Regions from separate parts of the Zea mays genome. Here region 1 is linked to region 2. Evidence: chromatin contacts called from public Hi-C data. All regions are on one chromosome and are shown on one strand. Each heading gives the region's core, a stretch centred on a gene start, on an enhancer-like site or on the middle of the called end of the contact. The rest is flanking DNA. Distances are from core to core; before and after follow the strand shown.

The links. A called contact is a pair of places that touch in the nucleus more often than the background predicts.
Region 1: a contact with region 2 is called in a Hi-C map of ear, with 3 times the contacts expected there. The contact joins the enhancer-like site here to the promoter of LOC103627587 in region 2. A contact is called at or near these places in 9 of 25 Hi-C or Micro-C datasets (bundle sheath, ear, endosperm and 3 more) and 1 of 3 datasets of contacts at active chromatin or transcription factors (shoot).

The regions. Positions count from the first base shown.
Region 1 is chr5:207,642,205-207,647,331 of Zm-B73-REFERENCE-NAM-5.0, forward strand. No RefSeq gene overlaps it. Among protein-coding and RNA genes, the nearest start is that of LOC100383742, 16 kb to the right of the region's middle. Within about 2 kb of position 3,232, at least 12 of the 20 cell types and tissues checked have an H3K27ac peak or open chromatin away from gene starts, as enhancers often do. A contact at or near this core is called in ear, seedling, shoot and 1 more, where this site is marked.
Region 2 is chr5:207,581,849-207,586,800 of Zm-B73-REFERENCE-NAM-5.0, forward strand. LOC103627587 (probable WRKY transcription factor 14) reads left to right here and starts at 1,775. Exons shown (of 4, transcript XR_002262521.3): 1 at 1,775-2,833; 2 at 3,522-3,668.

The DNA.
Region 1 (5,127 bases), core at 1,982-4,481, 62 kb after region 2:
CCTCCATATTAATGTCATGTTTGGATGGCATGTTAGGAATTGGTTGTGGCTATTTTTAGAGCTATGGCACATATTTCTTAGCACATTGATAAGATTTCCTAATAGAACAATCATATATGATAGAATAGCTTTCTTTGGTTTCTTTCTCGTCTTCGCAAAGAACCTCCTCGCCGCTAAATCAATTGGTTCTTTCTTTGGATGACTTCTTTTCCTAAAATGATCCTTCACCTGGGAGACCACAACTTGATCTTCATGATCAGTTAAGTCATAAGCTTGTTTCTATGGTGTCTAATTTACTGAGGAGTTGCTTGGTGTGTTCTAATCGACTTTTACTTTCAACTGACTTGCCATTAGTTTGTCTTTTAGGAGTTGCTAGATGTTTGGTGTTCTTGCAAGGAGGTGTGGGGCTCGTGACTCCTATGAGGAGGGGTGAGGCTACTACATAGAAGGGTGGGGCTCTTGCGAGAAGGGGTGAGGCTCTTACAAGGAGGGGTGGGGTTCCTACAAGGAGGAATGGGGCCCCGCCAACTACCAGTGCATTGTGACATCTGTAATTTATGATGTGTCTCTTCTTTCATATAGTAAATCTATGCAATCCCTATAAAAGTACTAGATATGTCTCCATCACCCTTTATGATCTTGAGCTCTTTGTCTCCATATCCTTCATAGATCTAACCAATGATCGTCTAGAATCTCCTCAATATGGCATGTCTTGCTTTGCTGAGGAGGTGAAACCATATCCAAAGCCACCTTAATTGTCATGTTCGGCACTGATATGTGTGTAGCTAGGTCACATGATGATCTATACTTAATATAAATTCCATCTGTATGATATCATTGATATGCATGGAGTTTGGTGGAAGCATTAGCTACATCATCGTTGCATTGAGAGAGCCTAACCATTTCAAAAGGAGGCATTATCATCTACAAACTCCGTTTTCATATACAACTCTCCATTCGGGACTGTAAGGATCGAAGAAGCGAGTCCTTAAGCATAAGGCTAAGATGAGGGGACACGTACGTTCAGGTTCAGGGTCGGGCACACCAGGAGAAAGAGCGTCGAATATGGATTGGAAGGGGCTTTATGATTTTTCACGTCACTGTTTTTTATAATGCGTGGCTCAATATTGATGAACGCGCGAGATCTAGGAGGGAATAAAACCCATCAGCTCAACTATACTGCACATGATGCTTGTCAATGTGGCCTGCAATGCATGCAGCTAGCAGGCAGCAGACTGTGGAGGCAACAAATCGTGGTCGTTCGTAACAGCACTGATAGGTCGCTTTCGCCTTTACGCCGTGCATGCGGTCAGGTCAAAGAAAAGCGAGTGTACAAGAAACAGAGCCATGCATTGCATAGTACGCTTTTCTAGAATCTTTTCCTTTCGTCCTGCATAGGGATGGCAACGGGGAATTCCCCGTCGGGTTTTAGCTCCCCAAACCCGTCCCCGCGACAAAAAAATTTCCCCGCGGGGATCCCCACGAACGCTTGCGGGGGACATTTCTTCCCCATCCCCGTTCCCCGCGGGGATAAATCCCCGTCGGGGATCCCCATCCCCGCTTAAATTATAATTAAATCGTACTTCATTTGTTATTAATGTAAAATATTGTCACTTATACACATTGTTAAATGTAAAATTCATTATGTGCACATTAAAATCAATGTATTTGTACAACGGGTGATCTTTTGACAAGGTAATTCTTTACTTTTATCATTAACTATTACATGAAAACATTGTCACATGTAAGTTTAACGGGTCCCCGCGGGGAACGGGGTCCCCGTTTACCCGTCGGGGGAGAACTTTTTCCCATTTACATCCCCGTGGGGAAAGAAACTTCCCCATCCCCATCCCCTAATAGAGGAATTCCCCGCGGGGAATCGGGGATCGGGTCCCCATTGCCATCTCTAGTCCTGCATATGCATGTCTGCTGCTCTCTTTATCTAACTTTCCTCTTCTTCGATCGACTTCGCGTTTGGGTTCACCGATGCTCGTAGTCATCCATGTATGAATATGGTAGACGGCGTGTCGTGGTCGAGCATTATGAGTACGTATACATATGTAGAATACTTTAAGATAGTACTGTATATTCGTATCCACGCCAGAGACCAAAATGTATCAGCACGTTGAACTGCTCAAAGATGTACGTACGTACGTACTCATAATTCAGCAACCGACGATGGACAGTTCATGGAATCTGGCCCGTTAATTTGGTACTCCTCCGTTTCTTTTTAGTTGTCGCTATATAGTTTAATTTTGCACTATCCAGCGATAACTAAAATGAAACGGAAAGAGTACGTGGTTAGCTAGATAGTAGTATACAATATGTCGTACACTATTCAACCTAAAAACAGTATCCGGCTGATTGGTTTGTTGTGGCGTGCAGGCACGCTCGCCCGAGGCTAGACGGGCGTTTTGGCCGCGGTATGAGCGGATACAACAGTCAATTGGATTCCAAATGACTCGTTTTGCATCCGCCTCATGCAGCCCGCGTCTTCTATGTGCATACAACTAAATATATACTTAGACAAAATCAACGCATGTAATGTCTGGGACAAAGCGATATGGACAACCACTAAAGTGGTATAATCTCCACTAGGTGAGAAAATAATGTTTAGCAAGTTGCTAAATATCTATTAGGAATATAAAATAACTTCGTTTTCAATAGTTTCTAATATTCAGTGAGTATTTCGATTTTGAATCTAGTTTTGACGGGTCTGCTCTCGTCGGATGACGGGTCGAGAGAATAGGATGTCGAGGGCGGAGAAGAAGGCTGTTGGTCGACATGACCTGTCGGAGAGCGATGATCCGGCGACGCAACCTATGGGACAATTGTGGTCAGACGGCAAAGGAGAATCTTGTCTCGCGGCTGTCTAGTTGCGCGGAAAGTGAAAAAAAAGGTGCGCCAGCGACTTCCTCGCTGCGCGGGAAAGGGTGAAATGAGCACGTGATTGTTTACTATGTGTCTATCAAGTTGTTAAATATAGAGAGTAAATGAGGTTGGATAACAATTAACTAAATTTAGCAAGTCTGTTTAAAGAACTATTTTAAGTTAACTTATTAAATTTAAGATTTAAGGAGGATATTGCGACGGAGCACGGCTGGTAGCTGCCGACGCACCCTCGATGCCGAGGCAGAATCATGGATCTAGCAGGCCAGGACACCACGCAAGTACAGGTCCGTAGTTGCCGCAGCGATCGAGCGTGTCCGGCCACTGTTGGCCGTTGGAACAAAGGCCCTGATTGGTGCGTACGTGCAAACAGTTGAATGATGCCGAGGGCTAGCCCACCCGTCAGTCCGTCACTGCAGAGCGACGGAATAATGATTGCGCATTGTGCCGAATTGGCAAATCCGCCCAATAGGTCTACTGCCGAAAAGAGGACGACGGCCGACAGCGCGCGCCACTGCTGGAGCTGGGCCTGGGCGAGGGCGGCGACCGGCGAGGCCAGCGAGGAAGCCGGAAGCGCCCCCCTCTCGTGGAAATTTTGTTCGTTTCCGTTTTCCGGTGGGCGCCTGATCGAGGGAGCAGCCTGGAGCCTGGTTTTGTTGGCCGAAGCACGCAGGATTAGGCTTAATTGGGCCCTGCACGTAGGCCTGCAAATGGGGCGTGTGTAAATGGTTATTTTGGGTGGATTTAGATATGGGTTTAGTTTGGATGAGTGATAATGAATTTTAATTGACTGTGAATTAGGTTGGGTGGGTTTATTTTATAGTGTGGATGGAAACGGCCTATGCCCGCGCGTCGTAGATGGGTTTCCACATATATTCGATTCCATGGGTTGTCACCCATCTTGCCATCTGACTATCAGCGAGAGCCTAGGCCCCAAAGCCGTGGAGCACATCTGACTATCAACGACTCGACGCTTCCACCCTGGCATGCACCTGCCGTGGCGTCTTCGTGAGAGAAAAAAAAAGAATCATTTGCATGAGAGAATCAGTGAGGCTGTGAGAGAATCCTCGTGAGAGAAAAGTTTTCTTTTAAAAAAAGTGATATGAGCTGTGAGGCTGGCTGGTTTAATTTTGACATGACAGTAAATCAGTATGAAAGATGCTAGTAGTACTGTATAAATGAGATCTATACTAGTAGCAGCTAGCCCCCATTTTCAACCAAAATAATTCAAATCAATTTGTCAAAAATGATTCAAACCAATTTGAGTTGGCCACTGGTGATCCCATGTCATTGATTTTTACTCTGTTCTATTCAAACATTTTTTTCTTTCAATCACGAAACTATGTTACTGAAACCACCTATAAAATTGTTACTATGTGAGGCAATAAGCTAAACCCACAGATTTTTCATGGGTTTCCACCCAATTACAATTATGGTTTTTTATATCACTGAAACCACCTATAAAATTGTTATTGGATGGGTTGGGTTTAACTTCCTTCTAATATTTTTGGGTGGGTGGGGGATGGATATCAAAGTTACTAGATTTAGGTATGGGTGGGAGTGGGTTGTATTTTTTGCCATTAGCAGGCCTAGCTGCACGACGGGATGCAAGGGCTCACTCGAAAACGCAACAGAGACAGCTACGCTGTTGTTGGTCTAGTTTTTGTCCACGAAATGTGGTGCCGCATCTTCCTTGCTGGAAGAAGCCGATAGTTGGACATGACATGATGATTGTTTCTTCACATCAGTGTTCCGGCCGGACCTCCAGGTTATGCGATGCACACTGCCTGAGCAACAAGCCAACAACGTTTCCATGTAAGCAGTCAAAGCAGAAGTTGCTGCTCTTCACTTCTGCTGCTCCTTGGTTTTGCTACTCACCTACCTTTTCACGGAGAAGAAGGTAGTTTCCAGAAATTGTAAGACCCTCTTGGCTGTCTAACCATTTCCGTAAGGAACTTTGGTCCAGATGTCCGATGTATTAATTGTTGCACACACACACGAGATTCAGAAAGGTTTCTCGCTTCGGACCGGATGATTCATTCATCCCTGTTCATACGCAGGTCACAATCGCAAGTAAACTTGAGACGACTGCATCGACACTTGAGTAGTTGAGTCTTGACAGCACGATAGAGATGCAGCTGATAGGCCGGCCAGTGCATGACCCAGACTAGAGATTAGAGAAGGCGTTGTCGATCGCCTTCGCGTCCACTGCTGCGCAGTCAGTCAGTCTTCCTCAAC
Region 2 (4,952 bases), core at 525-3,024:
TGGTTGTCAACTATAGACGACTGCTGACAGCTCTTTGCCGAGCGTTGCGTTTCATCGAGAGCGTAACACTATGCAAAGCTTCCTTTGCTGCGAGTGTTTTGCCCTCGACAAACTAGGTTTGTGCCGAGAGTCTTAGTTCGTCGAGAGTGGCACTTGGGAAGCATGTTTTGCCGAGTGCTCGATAGATTGCACTCGGCAAAAAGCCGGATTCTGGTAGTGAGTCGCTTGTCGGTACATCGACCAAATTTCGTGAAGTCTTCTGTTCACCGCTCGCTTCAGCCAAACATAAGGCCCTAGGTTGTGTGGCCAGCAGATCGTGCATATAGCCGTGTAAAACATTGTTTTACATTGTTTTTACACTGTAGATTACACTATTTATACAGTAAAGTTTGAAATAGAATGTGGGATGAGAGATAGTCCTAAAACCGTCGTGAATAAATTTGGCTTATTTACGTCGGATACCAAAACTATTATAAATAAGCCAGACTTATTTATGATGGTTTCAATAGCCGACTTATTTACGATTGTTTAAATGTGGAGATCGTAAATTAGTTTTTTTTACCGACCTACGGTCGACATAGATTACTTATTTACAGCGGCTAGCCGGCGTAAATAAGCCTAACTACGACGTTTTAGTAGTGACAGACTGAAAACCGACGTAAACTACTTATGACGGTTAAAACCTTATTATTACAGTAGTTTTAGACTGACATAGATTCGTCATGTTCCTATTGTGAGAGACGGACAACCGTTCATACCATGTATGTGTACTACTGTACTTCCATGTAGAAATCGGAAGATCGCATGCCAGGAGAGGTGTGGATGAGTGGATCATGGGACTGCGTGCCTAGGCCCAGCGTTGAGCGCTGCTCGAACAAGCTGCACTTTTTATGAGAGGGCATGCATGCTAGCGCATCGCCTTATTATTAGTAGCTTCGATATGCAGTTCGGTGGTGGTATTTTTTATGAACCCACACCCGAGCGGTGCAGGTGTCTGACGTGAGGAAGACGAAGGCACGCTGGGCAGGGCAGGTGCACAGGGCAGGCTCCGATCCGCATTGAATAGTATCGAGCGAGCTTAGTTGTTTTATCAATATATGCTAATTACTCTGGTAGTTAAGCACATTATCATTTGCATGCATGCGCCACCCGCCTTCGAAGTTCAAACATATGGCGTGCCGCAAGTGTCTGAACACGGACAGGATGCAGCGGCTTTCAGTTTCACCAGGCCATATTCATCAAGAAACATGCATCGAGCTCATGCATGCGTCGTAGAGTACTGTGGACTGCTGCCGATAAATAAAATCCTGGTACCGACAGCCACACGGACTGCTAGCAGCAGGTAGTACGTACTACTATACGTGAACACATGTAAACGCGTCGCCATACCATATGGCTTGCGCTCTTGGACTTGCTTGCTGCCGCGGCAGCCGGCAGCAGCTAGCAGGCCGCTCTCGCTCTGCCATGGTGCCAGCGGCCGGCACGACAATGGCAAGCGTCCACGACCACGACCGGCCTCCTCACTGATCCGTCCCCCTCCCAATTTTTTTTACCGCGCGCGTGCGGCAAAGCCATTACGTACGTACGTATATCTGCGCTGCTAGCTTTACCGCGGCTCCGATCCGTGATGTCCCTCCCGTCCCGTTCCGCGCATCGAGAACACTAGCAGTCCGGAATATGAAGTCAGCGACCATGCATATACTTTCGCATCAGGAAAAAGAGCACTAGCACTCCCAGTTCCCTCTCTCCTCCTCCTCCTCCTCCCATCTGCCACTGTTTTGTCCGCTCCGAGCTGAGCCAGCCCTTACTGTGCCTGCCAAACCTGTCCCTCCCTCCCTCTCCTCCTGCTCTACCCCGCCCTTCTCTCTCTCCTCTCTTCTGTCCTCTTTCTCTCGTGTCCTAGTAAAGAAAAGACAGTTTGATTGCACAGCTAGCCCACCGCTCATATCATCCGCCTCCCCTCGCCCCCCCTCTCTCTCTCTCTCTCACTCACAAACAAACAAACAAACAAGCCTGGATCGAGCGAATTCAGCCGAGCTTCAGAAACCCTTGCAAGCTCGTAGCAACTTCTCTCAACCTTATTCGGCTTTCTTCTAGCTATATAACGACCCTAAATTAGTCTGCTTCATTCGGTTCTTGCGAATTGCCAAGACCGAAAGAACAGCTTATTACTCTTCTGTTAGAAAGACTCGAAGAGGCCGGCCGAGATAGACTATCAGCTAGCTAGAGGGAGCTAACTACCTACCTAGCTAGCCATGTGTGACTACTTCCTGCAAAGGATGGATCAGGGCGACCACCACCACCACCACCAGGCCGGAGACCTCACGGACGTCGTCCGAGCCGGCGGCGCGATGCATCAGGCAGCTGTCGCGGAGCTCCCCTCCGCGGACACGGGGTGGCAGCTCCCGGCCGAGCCAGCAGCTGGAGCATGCCTCTTCCCGCCACCCCAGCCCTCGTCGTCGGACTGCGACGGCTTCGCGGACGCGTTCGCCGGCCTCCCGGACCCATTTGCCAGCGACTTTCGCACCTCCTCCTCCTCCGGCGTGGGCCTTTGCCCTGCCGACGACTTCTTCGACTTCGAGGCGCCTGCTGCTGCTGCTGCCGGTGGCGGCGCTCGAAGAGGCGGAGGCGTACTGGCGGGCGCGCAGATGCCCGCGCTGTCGCCGAGAGAGATACGGCCGTACCCGGTGACGATGGGCGGCGACACCGTGAAGATCGGCGCGCCGACGATGATGCCCGGGCTGGCCGTTGGGCCGCCCTGCTGTGCGTTCGACGCTGTCGCCGGGATGCAGATGCCGTCGCCGCACGCGCACGGTGGCGGGATCAAGCGCAGGTGCGGCACCGCGATCGTCGCTGCCAGATTTAACAAGTTCTTGATCTATCGTTGTCGTTCATGAAGCAATAAGCTCTTCCTTAATTTCTTCTCCGTGGCGTGTTTGAATTTTGCATGGATTTTCTTGCGCTAGAGTCATAGCTCGAGATTTGCAATTCAGGGAAGGCACTGCTAATCGCTTTTTTTTTTCTGCTCCCCACCTGCTCTTTTCGCCATTCTGCATCTTCCAAGAAAGATATTATATAGTATGATGAAGAAAAGAGAGTAAGACATAGACAGCCAATATTTTTTTGTTCTAACAAATTAAAAATAGCAAGATCAAATGTTCTAGAATCTAGATACACAAGAAATGGCAGCTAGCTGTTGGTGAAAATCTTCTGAGTAAAAATAAAAACAACTAGCATCTACTCGGTTGAAAAACAAATACACTATCTATAGCTACTAAAATTTCAGCTAAGTTAATTAGTATTATTGTGCCCAGAACTAGGTTTATTTCTTGAGCTCAACTTCCTGCCTTGCAACCCTAGTTTTCTGATTTTCTGCAAGATGCGTGCTTTGAGATGATCATTCACGCATATAACAATGTGGCTGTTCTAAAATCAAATTGAGATTAACCATCTATGATGTGATCTCTGGCACTAGCTGCTTGTTGTTGCTTTAATTTAATTAATTTGTGTTTGATATCCAGGAAAAACCAGGCAAGGAAGGTGGTCTGCATCCCAGCTCCTGCACCATCATCGGCAGGAGGAAGGACCACTGGGGAGGTTGTTCCTTCTGATCTCTGGGCTTGGAGGAAGTATGGACAGAAGCCTATCAAAGGATCACCCTACCCAAGGTATTGTGACGCGACTGACCTCTAGCTCTTGTGTAGTTCATGTGTGCATTTGATTATAGATATACTATGTGTGTGCATAAATAATTATGGTGGCCATGTAATAAATAATAATAATAATAACAACAATAATAATAATAATAATAATAATAATAACAATAATAATAGAACATTATATATTACTCAAAGTCCCGACGTGTTGATCCGATACCTTCTTCTCAATCAAGAGGAGAAGACACACACGGATTCCTTTTTTTTTCCTATAGAACTATTCTACTACTTGTTGGTTAGTTGTAGAAGCTAGCACATGATAAGGTAGCAGCTAGCAACTGATAGTATATAAATTACAATTGGCAAGAAGTGCAACATTTAATTGAACTCTATCATGGAATTTCTAAATAACGATTGTGAAGTTCAAGGACTCATCAGAGCTGCATTTATTACCTTGTCTTCCTTTGAACCATATCATGGAACTTTCAGTGTACACATCAAAAAAAATATTGAGTTGATTCAGTAGGGATCTTTTTGTGTCATGTTGCCACAAACAAACACATCATTAGATGTCAAAAACAGATTAATTGGTGCATATGAAAATGTGTGAACTCGCACAAATAAGCCAAGCAAAGCTTTGCCATCTCGATTAATCTGTTTTCGAATCGAGATCGTGAATTTGCTTCGTGCACAATTGACAATTGCTTCACTCTTCACATTCTGTGTGCAAACTTTGCCATGCTGTGTAAAATTATAAAGTATGTGACAGGACTTAAAAAACTATGTTGATTTTGCACTAACACTTTCTTATTCAGTGATGACATACGCGCACATATATGAATATATCTACAATACTTTTCATTGTCAGTCACATCTCACCAACAAATCGATTGATTATTTTCTATAAAAGTTCTTTTCCCAATGAGCCAACGACGAGAAGAGCATATGCCAAACATATATTACTATATGGAAGATTTTCACAAAAAGATTGCAAGTCTATAATATTTGTGGTTGATCTAATGTTGAAGCATTATATATACTAATAGTTCCTCACTTGAAGGTGATTCTGAAGTACTTTTCTTACTTTGAGGTTGTTGTAACTGTTTACATACATGTCTTCTAGAAATTATATGAAACATGATTTTTTTAAAAAGAAGTGTTTTGACAAGAAAATCGTGGCAAACTATTTGTGCCATATATATGGTTTGAAAGCCCTAATTTCTTGTGATATAAGGTTAAGGAGTAGCAGTTATGATGTGCTAATAATTAACTTCGTGCAAATTAATATATGAACTA